Regions from separate parts of the Triticum aestivum genome. Here region 1 is linked to region 2. The links are chromatin contacts, called in public Hi-C maps. All regions are on one chromosome and are shown on one strand. The core of a region is the stretch at or near the end of the contact, and the rest is flanking DNA. Distances in the headings are between cores, read along the strand shown. Region 1 holds the start of LOC123139218 (probable protein phosphatase 2C 27). Region 2 has its middle 64 kb from the start of LOC123139217.

Evidence for each region. A called contact is a pair of places that touch in the nucleus more often than the background predicts.
Region 1: a Hi-C map of leaf shows a contact between it and region 2, with 4 times the contacts expected there. The contact joins the promoter of LOC123139218 here to the enhancer-like site in region 2. A contact is called at or near these places in 2 of 5 Hi-C or Micro-C datasets (both in leaf).

The regions. Positions count from the first base shown.
Region 1 is chr6B:683,007,189-683,010,305 of IWGSC CS RefSeq v2.1, reverse strand. It overlaps LOC123139218 (probable protein phosphatase 2C 27), which reads right to left and starts at 1,406. Exons shown (of 4, transcript XM_044559018.1): 1 at 1,051-1,406. The coding sequence starts at 1,104.
Region 2 is chr6B:682,736,700-682,739,672 of IWGSC CS RefSeq v2.1, reverse strand. No RefSeq gene overlaps it. Among protein-coding and RNA genes, the nearest start is that of LOC123139217, 64 kb to the right of the region's middle. Within about 2 kb of position 1,297, at least 7 of the 8 cell types and tissues checked have an H3K27ac peak or open chromatin away from gene starts, as enhancers often do. A contact at or near this core is called in leaf, where this site is marked.

The sequences.
Region 1 (3,117 bases), core at 157-2,656, 270 kb before region 2:
TCTGAACTTTACCGGCGCTGACTCTTCTACATGTAAAGACTAAAGAACACAGATGATGATGATGGATGATTACCATTTGTTGAACCAAAAATGTTTCTCCAGCACTTATTTAAAACATATAAAGGACACCCAGCCCTCTTTGGTGTTAGTATAATTTAACCTCAATTAGTGAGAGAAATAAAGAAAGCAGAGCACTGCTAGTTGTGAACTTTGCAGACGTTGATTTTTATGAACAGTTACAGTTTGTCCTAACTTTCAGATGCAAATATCTTTCCTTGTCAGACGGAGATATCTCTGCGGCAGAAGACGAGAGGATATGGAGCAACCACGTCAACTGGAAATCCGACATGACGATTTTCATCGCAGGATCAGAAGCACCGCATGAGAACAACAATGCACATGCGGAAGCAGACATGGGGCATGACATCCGCCGAGCCAGGACAACAAAAAAGATTTCGCTTTTGCGGCACGCCGCCCCGGCTGGCTTAATCCCAGCTAGTAGTAGTAGAAACTTCTCGGCCGCCGAACAATTCAAGGCATATCCCTCTGTTCACACCTTCCACACAAGGGGAGATATAATAATAATACAGTAATATATTCTTGCTAATAATAATAATAGTAGTAGTATTCTTGCTAATAAAAGATAAGATAATGGGAGTGGTTCATTAATTCCAGCTGCAATAAGTAAACTAGTGCCAAATAATCTGTGCTACTACTATATACTTGGCTCTGGGTTTCAGGGGAAGGGAAGGGGAGAAACGGAAGCATTCAAGCAGCACGCAAAGTGTGTGCACGAAGCAACCAACCCACTAGTGTTTTTCTTCTTCTTCTCCTCGACTAATCGACCGTCCAGACCGAAGCAGCAACTAACGCGCACGAATCAAAGACGAAAGGAGAAAGAAAGACATCTATTTCGACCCCATCTTCTCGCGGCGGAAAGGAAAACCACCGGATTCAGCCAGCGAAATCCACACAGGAACAAGAACATCGAAAGAAAAACAGAGTCAAATCGAATGGGCGTGGAACAGGGGAGGGGAGGGGGTTACCCACCGCGAAATCTGCCGGCCTCTCGATCTGCGCGTCCTCGAATCCCTCCACGCACATGCCTGACGAAGACGAAGGAGGAGGAGCGATTCGACTCGAACTGCCGCCGCCGCAGGGGTGCTCTGGTACCGATGAAGAAGGATTGAAGGCGGAGGGAGGGGGCGTGGGACGGGACCGAGACCGGGACGGGCTTGGAATCGGAGCAGAAGATTCGCGGGAATATCTATCTCTCTAGCTAGCTCTCTGTTTCGATCGGGGGTAGGAAAAGGAAGGGAAGGCGGATCCTGTGTGGGATTCGCTGCTGGTTTCTCTCTCTCTCTCTCTGCTCTGTTTCCGAGCTGGTTTGCTTCGTTACGGAGACGGAGGATAGAGGGGGTATTTATTCGAGGGAGAGGCCGGGGGGAACACGTGCTGGTTAGAGCCCCCGGTGGGCCATGAGTTTTTTTTTCTTTTTCCTTCTCTTTTCGGCATCTTGTTTCTATTTATTTTTTGACGTTCTGTTATCCCGTGGAGCTCGTTTTTCACTCGGTGGGGAAAAATGTTTGGCACGCTCATGCTGTCCAAAAGAAGAAGAAAACATGCATGTTTACCGTGCCCGTTTTTTCTTTATCTAGAGAAGATGATTGGTTGGAGCGTATGGTTTTCTCGTGGAACTATCCATGGTTTTCTTGTAAAGTGAAATGGGTGCAGGGGTTAGATGGAACTTGGTTAATTCTCACCTATATGAGAATTACCATATTAGAAGAAAGATATATTTACATATGTGTGTCATACATAATACTGCAAACGTATATTAAAGATGAAAAGAGTATAAAAGCCGTCCACGCTGCACGGTCGCATTACGAACGCTGCCACCAAGCGGCCACCGGACTAAAAGTAGCTACTCGACAAACCCTCCAACAAACAACGTTGTAAAGAAGCCCCGCATATCACCGCATAGCATGCCCGCCGTGCACGAGGCATTGCCTTCCTCGGCACTTGAATGGGAACGTGGGCTTCGAGAGGAGATGCATTGTTGCAGACGGTGTCGTTTCGATGCTTCCAAATGTGCCAACTAACGTTCGGTGCGAAGAAACAAAAATCCCTGAATGGATGAGGATGAACGTGGTGGAATCGTAATCCTTTCGTGGGTGTCGTCCACGATGTGAGAGCTATCTCTCGATTCTTGTAGAAGAAAGTATACTTCTAAAACATGCATAAGCATGTGTATCGTGTATCAAAGCGAAAGAATGGTATGTAAGCCGTCCACACTACAACATCGCATTAGCAAACGCTGCCACCAACCGTCCACCAGACTAAAAGAAGCTACTCGCGACAACCCTCCAAACAAACAACTCCTCAAAAGAAGCCTCGCAGATCAACGTGTACGTAACATGACAGCTGTGCGCCGAGCATTGCCCTCCTCGAGCACTCGGCTAGGGGCACAAGCTTCAGTGGGAGATGTTATGGCAGACGGTGTCGTTTCGATGCTTCCAAATCTCCCGAATAACGTTCGGTGTGAAGAAACAAAAATCCCTGAATGGATGAGGATGAGCGTGGAGTCGTAATCCTTTCGTGGGTGTCGTCCAGGATGTGAGAACTATCTCTAGGTTCTTGTAGAAGAAAGTATATACTTTTAAAATATGTACAAGCATGTGTATCGTGTATCAAAGCGAAACAATGGTATGTAAGCCATCCACACTACAGTGTCACATCACAAAACGCTACCACAAAGCGTCCACCGGACTAAAAGTAGCTACTCGACAAACCCACCACACAAACAACGTTCTAAAGAAGCCCCGCAGATCACCGCACAACATGCCCGCCGTCCATGAGGCATTGCCTTTCTCAGCACTCGACTGGGACGTGGGCTTCAAGGGGAGAAGCACTGTTGCAGACGGTGTCGTTTCGATGCTTCCAAATCTCTCAAACAACTTTCCTTGCAGAGAAACAAAAATCCCTGAATGGATGAGGATGAGTGTGGAGTCGTAATCCTTTCGCGAGTGCCATCCAGGATGTGAGAGCTTTCTCTATATTCTTGTAGAAGAAAGTATAGTTCTAAAGTATGTATAAGCATGTGTATCGTGTATCAAA
Region 2 (2,973 bases), core at 48-2,547:
CATTGCTTCGTGCCTGAGGTTGTTTTTCTCGATGTTGCTGGCACTGGGAGCTTGGTCGCCATGGATGGAGTTGATGGTGCTGACTCGGTGACTGACGAGGTGCCGATGGAGGGTTACGACGAGAATGACCCACTGTGCTGCTGATCGTTGAAAAATCAGAGCTGCAATGTGGCCCTGGTGATGCGTGGTCACGGATAAGTCACCATGCAATGGCTGGTGCGCTGGTGGAGATGGATGATGATGAAGTTAGCAGCAACCCGTGTAAGAAGCCAAGGATCCGCTAAATGATGCCTCCGGTGGATGTTCTGTACTCTGCTTAGCTGAAATTACCATTTGTACAAGTCTGTTGTTCCTTATTGAGGTTGTTTGTGTTTCGTCGGTCTCCTTTAAATGTTGGAAAAAGTTGCTGTAACCGAGAGTGAGTTAATTATGCTAACTACTCTGATTTGATCGTATGATCTTATGTTAACTCGCTTGATTTGCTAGCATGTCGCACAGGAACGGGAACAACAATCATCGGTGTCATCTTGTTTTAAAAAAAGACAATCGTCGCTGTCATTCTGGTGACGTGGAAATATCTATGCGCACACCCAGGCTCGCATGATGATTTCAAAAAAAAAAACGATGTGTACATGACACGCCTGATGTGCCAGCACGTTAACACGGGCTTTGAATGCGAGTGATTTCCCTCAAAAAGGAAAGCGAGTGATGGCCCACAGCAGAATAATGACTGAGACGTGGGCGTAGTCGTTAATGCGGCCGTTCGACCGAGCCGGATCAGGGTGGCGCAGGATACTGACTGAGTCGTGGCCACATCAGCTGTTCCGCTTACTGTGGCCGTAGTTAATGCGCCCAGGCGCTAGTTTGAGTAAATTACACGGAAGTACCACAATTCGGGCATTGAAAGCAGATTAGTACCAAGATTGATAAATTTTACATGTCAATACCAACTTTGAGGCGAGACGTTGCAAAAAAGGCCAAAACTGATGTTTATACGTATTGACGGGAAAAATGACCAGTTGGACCCGTCTGTCAGGTGCTGACGTGGCATCTTTTTTACAGAAAACCCCCTTGCTTTATACTTAATCCCATAGATGCCCAATTATTTCGGGAAAAAATGCTCCTATAAGAGCCTTTTTTTTTCGTTAGTAATTTCCACCATCGATTTGGACTCGTTTGAAATTTTGCGTCGGTTTGAACGAACAAATAAAAGAAACGAAAATTAAATCCCGCCCAGGATTCGAACCGCCGACCTGCTTTTCCGCAGCGACGCGTGCTAGCCACCCCGCCAGAGCATCGCTCGCGACAGAAAGCAGGCGAAGCTCTTTTTATACTAGCTCAGGAACGCTGGGCCGGCCCACCCAGGCCTGCAATTTTTTTTTTCGTTTCACACTTACCTGGCGCGCGTGTTGCGGCTCATTCATGGGAGCTCCTAGTCGGCGCTGTTAGGCCGGCCCATTTGTTTTTCCCTTTCTGCCAGAAACTGCAAAAATTATACGCAGGTAACAAGACTTGAACACTAGACCTCACGAACCAATTCCGGGTGCGCCAACCACTACGCCATGGCAAGACACATGCTTATCATCTTCGTCGGCTTCCTTTTATTCTTTCTGCAGCTCGCGAACCTCAGACCCTTTCGCAAACTGTTTTTTTAATCTTTTTTTCTCTTTTTATGTAACGGTTTTGTTCGCCTTCTTTCTTTCCTTTTTTGCTAAATAGGTGCACCTTTTGAAAAAAAAAATTAAAAATTTGAAAAAAAAATCATTGGTTTTTTTAAAAGTTCATCAAATTTTAAGAAAGTTCATCGCATCTAAAAAATGTTCATCAAATTTGAGAAAAGTTCATTAAAACTGGAAAAGCTTCATCGAATCTGAAAAAAAGTTCATCGAATCTGAAAAAAATCATCAATTTTGAAAAAAAACATCAGATTTGAAAAAATAGTTCAACGGATTTCAAAAAAAGTTCATCAAGTTTGGAGAAGTTCATCAGATATGAAAAAAAGTTCATCGGATTTCAAAAAAAGTTTGTCAAACTGATTACATAATTTCTTATTTTATACTGAACATTTTTAATGCATGATGAACTTTTCTTTAGAAACGGTGAACATTTTTCTTATAATATGAACGTTGAACATATTTTGAATGCAAATTGAATATTTTTGTAATATATGTTGAAATATTTAGCTCCTTAATAATACTAATATGTAATCGCAAAAAATATATGTATTAATATTCATGATTAAAAAAAACAGTAAACCAGTGTGCAGCCTCGCTGGGCCAACCGCCGGCCCAACGTCTTTGGGCTAGTATAAAAACGGTCTAGCCTGGAGTACGTCGCGAGCGCTGCCGTGGCCGAGTGGCTAGCGCACTGCGCTGCTGAGCCACGGGTCGGCGGTTCGAATCCTGCGCTGCATTCAGTTTTGTTTTGTTTTATTTATTCGTTTAAACCGACGCAAATATTCAAACGAGTCCAAATCGATGGTGAATGTTACGAACGAAAAAAAAGACCCTTATAGGAGCAATTTTTTCCGAAAATAATTGGGCATTTATGTGATTACGTACAAAGAAAGGGGGTTTTCTACAAAAAACATGTTTTCTACAAAAAACATGCCACGTCGGCACCCGACAGGCAGGCCCAACCGGTCAGTTTCCCCGTCAATACTTATAAACAACAGTTCTAGCCTTTTTTGTAACGTCTCGCCCCCAATTTTTTCCGAAAATAATTGGGCATTTATGTGATTACATACAAAGAAAGGGGGTTTTCTACAAAAAACATGTTTTCTACAAAAAACATGCCACGTCGGCACCCGACAGGCAGGCCCAACCGGTCAGTTTCCCCGTCAATACTTATAAACAACAGTTCTAGCCTTTTTTGTAACGTCTCGCCCCAAAGTTGGTACTGACACGTAAAAATTACCAATCTTGGCACCAATCTGTTTCCAATGCCCCAATTGTGGTACTTTTGTGCAATTTA